Linked DNA regions of Hordeum vulgare: region 1 is linked to region 2. Evidence: chromatin contacts called from public Hi-C data. All regions are on one chromosome and are shown on one strand. Each heading gives the region's core, a stretch centred on a gene start, on an enhancer-like site or on the middle of the called end of the contact. The rest is flanking DNA. Distances are from core to core; before and after follow the strand shown.

Region 1 (6,552 bases), core at 2,596-5,095, 490 kb before region 2:
CACGACCTAGCGTGCGCGTCAGACTCCCCCAACTGAGACGTCTGGTTCGCTACCGAACGCGATGTATGCCGCCATGGTGCCATCCAGATTGATGCCGACTTTAAACCGCCATCCCGGCTCGTGGTGCGGGATGACGAGGAGGCAGAGGCGGCGTACCTCACCACGCTGAAGGACGCCTACCAGCACGCCCTCAAGGAGTCCAAGCGGGAAGAGGGCGCCCGCTGGCCAAGCCTCGAGGAGGCAATCTAGCTCTTGGTGGCGGGGGACTATGTCTACCCTCCACCACCATCGCCTTCATGAGCGCTGCCCAAGCCCGATCCCACACCGGCACCACACAACCATCATGAAGAGGTATCACTGGAAGGGTGTCATGCGAGAGTCGGTCAGCGCGCCGCATGTGTGGCTATGCGCGACGGAGGAGCGGGAGGCGGCCTACCTCCAACAATGGAAGTCCCACGTGCTGGTGAAGGAGCGGGCTGACGAGGAGCAACACATGAAGTTGGAGCGTGAGGAGAAGGAGCTCCGACATGGACATGGGAGGAGGAGAAGAAGGAGTGTGCGCGTCACGCGCCGCAACAACAGACGATGGAGGAGATGATAATGACGACCCATCGGTGGGCATTCCTGTGGGCTAAGCCGTCGACCTTATTCGACCTCACCCGCTCTGACTCCAATAACGACACCTAGGGCTTTGGGCTATGGCGATTGGGCTGTTTTATGTTTCTGATATTGTTTAACTATGCTTAAAGTAGACTTTGACCAGCGCTTTAAATATTTAATTATATTTTTATTAATTTGCATGTTTTAAATTTAGATATTTTATACGAAAATAAATCAGATGAACTAATGCGTCGGTCACGTTGAACATATTGGACTATTAAAATTAAATTTGGACACACGTGTCCGTTCAACTAATCTAAATAGACAAAAATTGCATCTTTTTGTCGTCGTGTCTTGGAGTTGCTCTTAGTAACATCGACCAAAGCAACCAAATCGAAGTAGTTTTGCCCTCTATGGGGTTCCTTTGTTATTTCTGTTTGCTCTAGGGTTGTTGCGACAAGGAGTGAGAGCATCTCGAGCAGACCCGTATAAAGCCAATCAGAAAAACTCATTTACAGTTTGCAAAAAAGGGTTTTGCGGGCCGGAGCAGGCGCGAACAGAGTTAGACCATACAAAACGGACCCGTAAAAAGGATATTCACATAAGATGCTTTTTATGGATCGGCTATGCTGGGTCTGCTCGGGCGTCGTCGTGTCGACATGCAAACCGAAAAACCTCCTAATAAGCAAATTTGGCAGCGATTTCGACTAATGACTTCGAATTCAAGCAATAAAACATAGTTCGGCAAAATGAAAGCATAGTTTTAAAAAACAAACGCAAAAGGACTTCATGCATCCTGGTCGCTCCTCACTCCGCATCATCGAGGTCATCGCCGCCCCCGAATCCATCACCTCCTTTGAATCCATCGTCGACACTTGTTCCAACTACGGCACCGAAATTATCGGCGATATTGGTTCCGATTTCCCGATGAGAAAACATTGGCGCCATTGTAACACGCAAGCATCGTCATCTTCAAGATTTCTCTCCTTGTCATATCATGCCATTCTTTGCTAATGTCGTCCATGTCATTGTGGTTCAAAGTGATGATCCTATTCTCTTTGGCAAGAAGGTTAGCCATGGCTTTGTTCTCAGCGGCACGTGCTCTTCTCTCCTCAGCGTTCTTGAGCAATTTCCACCTCTCCTACTTCTCTCATGCCTTTTTCTCAACCAACTATATCTTTGCCTCCAAAGACTTCGCTAGCATCACCTCATTTGATTGCACCATGGCATCTATCTTGTCCCTCAAGCTTGATGCTTCGTGTTCCCTTTTGATCTTCTCCATTGTCTTCTTGTCACCATCGGGTTTGTTCAAATTTCTTGGGCCATCATCATCTTCATCTTCATCCATATCCGTAAGTGAACCTCTCTTCGGTGGGGGATTTTCTGTCAATCAACTTTCACTTGTTGCAGTCTTTGAGCATTTCCCAACAATGCTCTAGTTTAAATTTTTTTGCCTTCTGAAGCTTCTGTGTCTTTGTACCGGTGTTGGGCAATTCTTTCCTACACAATTAAAACAAAGTCAAATGTTGCAACCATTTCACATGATGCAAATGGTGTGCAGAACGTGGAACATGAAAACAAACTCACATAGTCGGATTTCATGGTTCCACTTGAAGGAGCATTGTGAACTTGTTCCAAGCAAGTTGCCCAACAACTACAAATCAGCTTGATCTCGTCCCAGCGACGTTGGAATGACCGAAAGGTCCGTGCTATCCTATTGGGATACTTAGCCATGAGTTGGAAGTACTCATCTTCAATTCTTTGCCAATACCTCTTGACGGTTTGACCCACACCCGTGCAAGCATCCATAAACATCGTACTTCAAGCCTTGATCAAGATTTGATCTTTCAAAAGATCGTGTAGTTCTTCGATCTCACGCTTTTTTGCTTGCGATTGCTCATACGTCCCCTCATCTACCTCCCCCACCTCATATTCACCATCTTGGTCATCCACGCCACCCTTCAATTCATTGTAATCGAAACCAGCGATCGGGGCTTGATCGATGTCGATGGCGTTGGTGTCCAACAAGTTCAGGAACTCGACATCGGCATTGTTCGAACCACCGCTACATTGAGTGACATCACGTCACGAGCTACCACTTTGGCGGAAAAGTCAAGCAAGAATAAGGGAGGGAAGATGCATACCTTCCGGGCATTTCATCCAACACCTCGTCTGCGGTGGAAGCAACACTGTTGAAAGGCACCGTCGGGAACATCTCGTTGGGGTGGAGGGAGTGGACGAAGGCCTTTTCGTAGGAACCTTCTTTCGCTTCACGCCCGAAACCTTGCTCATCTTCTCCACAGAAGGCCGAGCAGATCGCGCAGCAGCAGCGACGCCCGACGCGCGTTACTTTCCGACGGGGCTAGCCGGATTGCCGCCCTGCACGACCACGTTGCCTTGGCGCTTGCGGGTAGGCGCGTTGGTGCCTTGGGCGACGACGGGGGCGACATGGCCGGCGACGAGAGCCGTCAAACGGGATTGCGCGTGCGCGACCTCCACGTTGACTTGAGACGGCTAGGAGGCTTCCGTGACGGCGAAGAATGGCGAGGAAGAAGTTCCGAAGCGCCTAGTGGCGGGGCAATGGCTGCCAAGGATGGGGGAGTGGGGAACAGCCGCTCGAAAATTTCCCTCGCGCCAAATCCCGTTGCGGATAAGGGGCGAGCTTGGGTCGGCCTCCCACGCCGTGAATTTAAAGGTTGAGGGCGATCTTTTATCGCGCCCCGAAATTTTTGTACGGATCGGACGTGTTTGCACGATCTCTTCTTGCAATATTTTTTGCTTTAATTTATACTTTAACAGTTATTTTGCTGATAGGATATTATACGGGGTTTCATAAAGAGGGTGTGAGAGCAGGAGTCGGTAGGTGGAGCCAACGGCGAGCAAAGACTCTGTCAGATCGGCACAGTCGGTCCAAACAAGATAAACGGCGCACATTAATCGGTCGCTTTACCATGATGGACGTTATCGTCAGCTATAGATCCTTGGTATTTGCTGCTATAGCTCCATTGGATTGACAATTTCGTTGGCCGGCGAAAGGCGCCCATGCTTCATACTTCCTCTTAAAATAACTATCTTAACTTTGTACTAGAACTAGTATAAAATTGTATCAAGTTTATGACATTTATTTTGGGACGGAGGGAGTATTTGCTGGCTTCCTTGATTAGCTAATTATACACGACAGGGTACGTGCATGCACGTAGTACAGTTAGTACATTAGCACAGGCATCAACTATTCGTTGTACGGGTGTACAGAGAAAAAACTATTCGATGTACGGGGTTAAGTTTGGATGGCGACACAATCGAGGAAAATGATGCCTGGATGGAGTTCCATGCGAGATTAAATTTCGCATACTCCATCCATCCATCGATGTGTACTCAGTCCCACGTATCGCTCAGTGGTGGTAACTTGCCAAATACGACAAGGATGGACAGACCTGACCATACGCTCACTCAAATCGTACCATGATGAAAGGAGGGCCCACGTCTAGCCACGAGCATGAGCACTAAACGTGGACTCCAAAGTCCCAAAATTCTTGTCTTCGATTTGTCTAGATATGAATGTATCTAGTCACGTTTTAGTATTTAGATGCATTCATTTCTAGACAAACCTAAAACAAAAATTTTGAGACGGAGGGGGTAATTGGTTTCGTTGCGACTAGTATCTTTCGACTTTTATGTGTCGACTAAGTCGGAACAGAAAAGGAAAACAAAGTTGGGGCCGATAATAGCCGACTCTCAATACTAAGCACCTACATGGAGTATCTCTATACAAATATATCCCTACCGCAGGTACTTTCTTCGCGCCAAAATAAATGTCTCAATCTTAATACAATTTTATACTCCTCCGTTCAAAAATATTTATCATAAGAACGAATGTACCTAAATATATTTTCGTTTCATATATATATCTTATTTATTTATTTATATGACAAGTAATTTCAAACGATGAAGTATTAGAGCCATCTTATTTTAAAATGGGGATGTACTAAAGAAGTGTATTTTTCTGTCAAAAGCGCGAACAGACAGCGAATACACGTGAGTGTCTTCAACATGCGGCTTAAAAAATGTAGCCAAACCCGCGAAGGCGATTTGCACAAATATGAAGTATATCTATCCACATGTCATCATTCCATTTGGTTAGTGCTTTCCAAAAATACTCATCGAATCAAAATATTGTTCATGTCAAATAATGGACCTTAATAACGTGCGATTGTTTGTCGTGGGGATACCATTTGTGAACGTTTTTGCTGGCAATTCCTTGAGAAACGCTTGACAGTTTTTTTTAGAAAAGGTAAGGAAAGGCGAAAATTGACATAAAAACATTCACTTGTCATCCCCTCATAGGGGAGCATTCGTTAGTGTTTTCGCAAATAATTTAGCTATTGTTTGATGTGTTGTCAATTTGCCAACGTATTTGTCATTTTCTTTGGTATTTTGTCTTTGTTCACCCCTTGCCGTCTCCTTAGGTCATCTTCCACGCCATGCATTAAATCAAAGACATCAAACTCTCAAGGTACAATCGGACGTGTTTGTGAACAACGATAGCGGAGCCGACCATCCAACCCAGTGTACCAAATGTTTGTCTTTATTTTTCTGTGTTCGGAGTATGTAACCAAGTGAATGTAATAAACTCTTATAACCTTTATTGACCAACCATCCGTAGCCAACGTCTAAGCTAGCTTATATTGGATATTAGCTGACCCACTTGATTCGTTGATGGTCATTTTCTTGAGAAGTGCAGACTATCCACAATGGGAAGTAACATAGAGTAGTAACATGCATATGTTACTAGTCTAAATTACTACCTCCAAAGTGGATAATAACAAAAGGGATAGTAACATCGAGTCTTTCATTTATTAGCTTATAGACTTATCTTGTCTTGGTATGTATGATGTTACTCATAGTATGAGTAATAGCTATGTTACTTAATTTCTCTCTCTTCCCATTAATTAGATGTCACATCATCTTTGTTTTCTTAGGTGGCATTTATATTACTACCTATGTCATTCTCATTGTGGGTAGTCTTAATCTCCTCAATGAGAGGTTCGTGCATGGGTAGATCCATGTTGGTGTCGAAAGCACCGTCACCACCTCTGATAGTCCATCTCGAGAACCAGCTTCTGGATGCTAGTCTCGATGGTTAGATGTGAGACCCACCGACATGCAATCAACTCAGCGAGCTTCGGAACACATGAAAAGACGGCAAAATGGCAGGCCCCACCAAGGAACTCATTTTTTTGAAAATAGTTCTACAGTATATTTTATAAATAAAAAATACAGGTACAAGGATCATATTGATCCTAGAAAATAAAATAAGAAAGTTAGCCAATGCATGTTCTTGTAAACATTAAAAACAAAAAATTGGAAGTTATTGTGCACCCACTTGTTGAATTCTCGAGAGTGCTTCTTTTTTATCTTATGTTGAAGGAGCTCGAGGTCTTGCTTGAAGTGAAATATCCAAGATTGAATTGTGTGCTGAATTCCTGTGAAGATTTTGTCATTTGTGTCATTCCAAATTGTCCAGCAACCCAAAATAACATTTTCTGGTGCAAAAGCTTTTGGGAGTTGATCAATTGCAAATAAAGTTTCCTCATAGAGGGAAGTCCCTCTTTTCTTATTTGGAATTAATGATTTCCAACAGTTCTGGGCAAAGACACAATCCGAAAGCAAATGTAGGTCTGTTTCTTCAACATTCTGATTGCAGAGAGGGCAGAAAGGATTATCAAGATGCATTCCTTTTCTCTATATATAATAGTGATATAGTGTTTATTCCGCAATGAGCCACCAACCAAAAGAAAATCTTATGTTTGAGTCTGCTAGATGTTCCCCAGATTAGTTTAAAGATAGGATGCCCAATTTGAGCCCCCATGAGAAATTTGTACATCTTCGTAGATGAATATCTGTTTGCCAATCCATTACATATCCATTTCTCCTTTCCTTCATGATTGAGAA
Region 2 (7,167 bases), core at 151-2,650:
AAAGGACTGCGGGTTGATTTACCAAAAATAGGAGGGTTTTTTTTGCAAACATGCCACGACGGACGATAGAAGAGATGCGTGCTTTATTATTAGGGGAGATAATAATAATAATAATAATAATAATAATAATAATAATAATAATAATAATAATAATAATAATAATAAGAGGTAGTGTGAATCAGCTAGGGTTGCCTTTTTCAAGCAAGTAAACTAGCGGTTTCACCTACCTTATAATGTTGCACACATCTTGAATTGTAAGTAAGGATCAATTTAGGCTTAAGGTAGAGGTGCTCTTTCTATCATATCAGATTATAGTAAGGAGATGGGCCTTCTCGTGAGATCTCTACATCAACATTATACTTTGTGTGCATAAATGTACATGTGTGTGTATGTGATTTTGCTCAATGTTTCTAAAGACAGAAAATCTATTTATTTCTAATAAAATGTAGTTTACCAATTTTCTCTCTCTTATCCATCTAGTCTAGAGACTAGAGATCCGGCAAAGACAAAAACTGACCTAGATCTTAGTCTTCTTTTTAGTACCACCTTCATATTTTTGTGTCTAACTTTAAGAATTATTTTTATCCATAAGAATGAGTTATATGGCACAAAAAGTATGTCATTGTATTGACATTTCAAAGAACTTTCATATGATATATATTTTTATCACATGTAACTCATATTATGTTGACTAAAATTACAAGTCAAAGTTTGTCGAAAAAACATAATGACCTTGTATATAGAAATGGAGGGAGTAACACATTTAGAGTTTTGAATAATTTTTATTATTTTTCTCTCTAGTGCATATAGAAGCACACAAGAAATGCATTTATTTATGGGTTACATGAAGAAGACAACTATATGGCTCTATAACAAACAATCTGTGCGCGAACCAATATGTGATTGGATGATAGGATGACAGTGGTATCTTCACCTTATTTCAAAGTTGCATGCGATGCGCGTTCATACGTTTCACTCGACAGGGATACGTTTTTAATGACTTTATCAATGCACTGTACTGTGTTGAAAATATATATTAATTTGTGCATAAATTGTTTTTGAAACATTATATACACATAATATGTTCATTTCTTTGCAAAAACATGGTATGCCCAGGCGTACATGTGAGATTGGTTTTAAAATGTTGTGAAGCCTTAAAATATTATTATTATTATTTTGTAAGGCTCGTAGGCACCCCGCTGATCCAGCATCAAGTTTATTTTTGGGCATGGGGCCAGTGAGGAGGTCAAAAATTTCAATGCAGGCCAGCAAAAGAGGTTGGAATAACTCGACGCCGTAAACCAAAAATAATGGCGGATCGCTCTCCCCTGGATCGACAAGAAAATTCTCTCTCTTCCCTCTTTTAATAGCCGGATCCCTCTCACAAACCCCTTGTATAACCCCCCCCCCCCCCCCCCCCCCCACACAGCCAGGTACAGGTCGAAACAGACAACCAGGAGCGCCCAAGAAGCGGTGCAGGAGGGATCCCGGCCTCTGTAGCAAAGAAAACAATCCATCCACCTGTCCTCCTCATCGAGATCTCGCACGGGGTGGTGGTCAGCTGAGCCGACTGGCCATGGCGTTCAGGGCGTGCCTCCCGTCCCACAAGGCCTCGCCGTCGCCTTCCGTCGCGCAGAGGAGGGCCGGTAATGGGCCGCCGCCGGTGGTCGCCATGGCCTCCACCATCAACGAGTAAGCAGATCCTCTCGCCCATGCCTGATTGTGGCGGAAATGGTTTCGTGTATAGTGTGATTTGGGTTGGTGGGAGGGGTTTCTGTAGACTCTCGAATTATTTTTGTGATCTGGGGTGGCGAGATTTGTGATCTAGAATTGGCTGCTTGGAAGATAGGCAAACACTTACCCCAATGGATCGGATCAAATCACGACAAGAAGAAAAACCTAACTATTTGCGGTTTGTTTTCCGTCTTCTCCTTCTTTTTATGTTGAGATCCAGGGCTTTTCGCTCGGTGTGTTTTGTTATCTTTTATCGTGGCTCTTGTCTTTGAATTCATTTGCTGATCCATTTGATAACGAGCTCCTACCTACGATCTGAATGGCTGCTAGTTCGTGACCAAAATCGGTTTGGCGATCTAGCCCGTTTGCAGAAGCGCATGTGCGATCAAAATCCGGTTCCTTTTTTCTGTATATTTCTTTTTTTGTAACGACGATATATCTACTGGTTCTCAAATTGATTGTGCATGAACTCTTTTACTAAGAAATTCACATTAAGTAGTTGCTTGTCATAACCAAAATCCTATGTTATTGATTTGAAGGAATTGCTTGTGCAGAAACAATAGATGGTCAATGTAAGCAGGCCGTAGAAATCCAGAATTCTTTGGATGGTCAATTCAATCAGGCCGTCAAAATTCATAGTTGTTTCGATGGTCAATTTAAGCAGGCTGTAGAATTCCAGAGTTGTTTGGATTGTCAATTTAAATTTATGCAAGTTGTTCTTGTTCAAAGTTGTTTTCCAGTGGTCTTCGAGGAGTTTATGTCATGCAGGAAGCGACTTGTTAGCTGTTGAGATCTGAACTTGTTCAGACATGTTGATGGGGATAGACTGATAGTGAACAATAAAACGCTTGATTTGCAATTATGATTTGTGCAATTTAGTTTCTGCTGCTCTTGTGTTCTTGTAGTATCAGTTTTTAAATAAGTCGTAGTCTAAGAACAGAAATTTACACTCCCCAGTGAACAGAAATTTACCAATGATGTTTTAGGGTATTGTAATCAATAATACAGTGAAATATGAGTGCTCAGACTGTTCACTGGAGACATCAAGATGAATATAGGAATTATGCCAGTACAAAGAAACACCGATTTTTTGTTTGTCATCCAGTTTAAGATAATTTGAGTGGTTTTCCGTTGATTGTGTTTTGCTTAGTCAATTTTTGCATCGAGTTACTCTTTTTAGTCAAATTACCTGCCCTGTTTATGTATGTACATGCAGTTGTGTGGCACCTCAAGCTACTTAATCTCGCTTCACCGGAACCTTACATGTTTTTAATATATGGCAGTAGCATGTTTAGTAAACACTGTTTTGAGCATGTTTGGTAAACACTGTTTTGAGTTAAAAGTTTCTATGCGAACATCAGGGGCCTTTGTTCACCATGGCCTAAAGGAACAGGCTCATTGTGTTTCCTTGGCCACTTTAATTTGATAGAAGAAGCATGGAAATTTCCAGAATAGAGATCTTATAGTAGATAGATTAATATGAGTTGCATCCATATGTCACCTTAACAAGTACAGTACATCCATATGTACTGTGCAGTGCTCCTTCTGGATTGTACTAAATCATTATGTTACCTTTCCTAGGGTCAAAACTGCCAAAAAGCCCTATGCTCCCCCTCGCGAGGTGCATCTCCAAGTCATGCATTCACTACCAGCACAAAAGCAGGAGATCTTTGATTCACTTCAATCTTGGGCTAGGGACAACCTATTGAACCTTCTGAAGCCAGTTGAGAAGTCATGGCAGCCACAGGACTTCCTACCAGACCCTTCTTCCGAGGGATTTTATGATGAAGTAAAAGAACTGAGGGAGCGGGCAAAGGAAATCCCTGATGACTACTTTGTTTGCCTAGTTGGTGACATGGTTACTGAGGAAGCCCTTCCTACCTACCAAACAATGCTCAACACCCTTGATGGTGTCCGAGATGAAACTGGCGCAAGCCCAACTGCCTGGGCTGTTTGGACAAGAGCATGGACTGCTGAAGAAAACAGGCATGGTGATCTTCTGAACAAGTATATGTACCTTTCAGGACGGGTTGACATGAGACAAATTGAGAAGACTATACAGTACCTTATTGGTTCTGGAATGGTAAGAACTACTCCCTCCGTCTGGAAATACTTGTCCGAGAAATAGATATATGTAGACTTATTTTAGTTATAGATACATTCATTTTATACATTTTTAGGACAAGTATTTTCGGACGGAGGGAGTATTATCTATATCTTTTAAGGACAGTGGCATCCCTTTTCCTTTCAGTTATTATCATTTACTTTGCTGATCTCAAAACAAAATCACCTCCCAAAACCAACATGTAACTAAAGTGTTTGGTAATCAATCGACAAACTACCATTTATTTTGTGCTGTCTGTAGATAGTGCTTCATTGTAGCAAGGCAACTTATATTCTGTTTTAGCCATTTCAAATAGTACAATGGTACAGCTAGATATCCTTTGACCTTTTTTTAAGAAACACCATGTATTGACATCTATGGTGTAGCTACTTGTAAATTGTAACATGCAATTGTTTTTGGATTGAGCGTTGCCATTAATTTTAATGTATCACATGGCAATACAGGATCCAGGAACTGAGAACAATCCCTACATGGGTTTCCTTTACACATCATTCCAAGAGAGAGCAACTTTCATATCCCATGGCAATACCGCTAGGCATGCCAAGCAATTTGGGGACCTTAAACTGGCCCAGATATGTGGCACAATAGCAGCTGATGAGAAGCGCCATGAAACGGCTTACACCAAGATAGTTGAGAAGCTTTTTGAAATAGATCCTGACTACACGGTGCTTGCATTTGCTGACATGATGAGGAAGAAGATCTCAATGCCTGCTCATCTCATGTACGATGGTGAGGACGACAACCTGTTTGAGCACTTCAGCTCGGTGGCGCAGCGGCTTGGCGTGTACACGGCGAAAGACTATGCCGACATCCTTGAGTTCTTGGTCCAAAGGTGGAAAGTTGCAGATGTCACTGGACTCTCCGGTGAGGGAAGACGGGCACAGGACTACGTGTGCACCTTGGCGACAAGATTCAGGCGGCTGGACGAAAGAGCACAGGCAAGGGCGAAACAGGGGCCTGTGGTTCCATTCAGCTGGGTTTATGACCGCAAAGTGCAGCTCTAATAAAGAGGAAGGAACCACAAGGTTAATGAGACTGCATCGATCCTATTATATCGCGTTTCGGTTCACAGTGTAGGTTTTCCTAGCAGGGTAGAATGTTTTATGTGCTGTCCTGTAAGTTGTTGGATGACAGTGGGTGAAGAGGCTAGTGAAACTGGTGTGAGATGCTGGCTGGCCGTGAAGGGCTCCGTTGCAACCTTTTGTTGTGTTGAATATTTTATGTGACCGTTGAAGTTTACAGGGCTTGTATAAGTTTCAAAGTAATAAACGGATATTTGTATACAGACAGACTTATGTGCATCATGAGATTCCAAACTTTAAAGCCATTTTTGTGCTCGAAATGCAATGAGCTTAACAAGCTCGATCATGTTCTGCTCTTCTCTGCTTTCCATCTTACGTTACAGGAAACAAAATTAAGATGTTGGATCATAATTGGATTCCAGGCCACCCAGCGGGGTCTTTCACACTCTGGTCCCAGTTCCAGCGGGAGTGACAGTGGATTTCCTCTTAGTGTTGATCGAAAAGCTTGGGATGAGGGGGTGGCCCGAAGTGTTTTTCTTGTGATGATGGCCAACATAGTGTTACAGATCCCACTAAGTGTGCGTGTGGTGGACAGATCCAATTAAGTGTGTGTGTGGTGAATGATTTTGTTACCTGACCTCATGATCGATTTAGATCCTATTCAGTCAGACCAGCATATAACTTGGCCAAGTCTGAGAATTTCATGCTATTCTTAATTCTCATGGTCATGGTGTACAGTCAGACTTTGGTGTTGAAAAGAAAAGCTGGCAAGCTTTTTGGAAGGTTAATGCTCCAGGGAAGATGAAGATCGTTTTCTGGAGAATGGCCCATGGTTGTCTGTCAACGGCCAGCCAGTTGCTACGACGGCATTGTCGGGGCCCCGATCCTAAGTCATAAGAACCCAGTTTGTAACACATCACATCACCTTGCGGCCTCACGCACGGTAAACTCCACGGCTGCCACCTTACCTTGGTCGGGACCGTTTGCGTCTTTTGACTCACGTATGTGAATGTGTCGCTAGCATTCGAACGACAAAGAACCCGGGTCGACATACTAGTTATAAACCCAAGTGGCACATCCGTACAGGGACAAGCATACATAACCCAGCAAAGCAGGTGTCGATCATCAGCGGGTGTAGACGAGTCGTAGCAAACTACATGGACTCCATTACACCGCGTGACATTTCCCCGAGGGGACAGACACAACAGCAAAGAAGGATACATGCCGGTCAATCAATGTGTCCGGGGCAGTAGCAGGCTACCAAGGCTCGACGAAAGCACAAAGAGGCATTTCCCTGTAAAAAGTATTACCAAAGGCACATAACTAGGTGTCGAATCCCACACATATAATGCATTTCATAACATACACAATATGCACCATATGTGTAGATACAATATGGCATCACAACATAACTCTATGACTCAAGCTTTTATTAAAGACTCATAAGAGTCAACATAGTATGATATTACAAACAGGGGTCACAAGACCCAACACTCAAGTCATACAAACAACAAGCGGAAGCAACATGTCTGGGTACAGACATCTAGAAAGTAAAAGGTTGAAAAAGTATGTCTATCTACAAGACCCTCCATAGGAACCAGACCTCTGTCTGGGATTCCCAAGCTACTCAGTCAACATCGACCTTACTGTCGTTACCACTAGCGAGACTGGGGTCTCCTCTGTAAAAACATAAATTAAGCAACAATGAGTACAGAGGTACTCAGCAAGACTTACATCGGAACTAACTACATATGCATCAGTGTCAAAAGGGGATGGTGGGGTTCAATGCAGCAAGCCAACTTTAATTCTGTGGCTATCATGTACTACGTCTACGAGTAGTTTAAAAATGCGAGAAAGCGCACACGAGTCCACTAGCTAGTCTCCACAACAATACACCACTATGGTTCCACTCTCATCTCCCTACGAGAGAGCCATCCATAGCACTCACACTTGTCTTGAATATTTTATACTATCCATTCAAATTGTCTATGACCATATAAATTTCCAAGTAGTCCATATCCGCGGACGCGACTATTCGAATAGATTTGATTACCCTGCAGGGGTATACTTATTCACACACGCTCTCACCACTTATCACCATATGCACGTCATGCATCTCGGCAACCTTCAAGCGGAAGCACTGGCGTGGGTGTCGGACACGACCTAACCAACCACACAAGACTCTAGTCCAGGTTTATCGCCTATTTGAGACTGAACCCGCGAGGAAGTCCGGCCGAGGTTTCCTCTACGACCCTAAACGATGTGTACAAGGTTCCCAAGCCCACC

The links. A called contact is a pair of places that touch in the nucleus more often than the background predicts.
Region 1: a contact with region 2 is called in a Hi-C map of seedling, with 3 times the contacts expected there. The contact joins the enhancer-like site here to the promoter of LOC123426508 in region 2. A contact is called at or near these places in 5 of 6 Hi-C or Micro-C datasets (leaf, seedling and an unstated tissue) and 1 of 1 datasets of contacts at active chromatin or transcription factors (embryo).

What each region holds. Positions count from the first base shown.
Region 1 is chr2H:426,104,239-426,110,790 of MorexV3_pseudomolecules_assembly, reverse strand. No RefSeq gene overlaps it. Among protein-coding and RNA genes, the nearest start is that of LOC123426509, 290 kb to the left of the region's middle. Within about 2 kb of position 3,845, at least 3 of the 3 cell types and tissues checked have open chromatin away from gene starts, as enhancers often do. A contact at or near this core is called in leaf and seedling, where this site is marked.
Region 2 is chr2H:425,612,590-425,619,756 of MorexV3_pseudomolecules_assembly, reverse strand. It overlaps LOC123426508 (stearoyl-[acyl-carrier-protein] 9-desaturase 5, chloroplastic), which reads left to right and starts at 1,400. Exons shown (of 3, transcript XM_045110348.1): 1 at 1,400-1,692; 2 at 3,316-3,817; 3 at 4,303-5,201. The coding sequence starts at 1,577. The coding sequence ends at 4,863.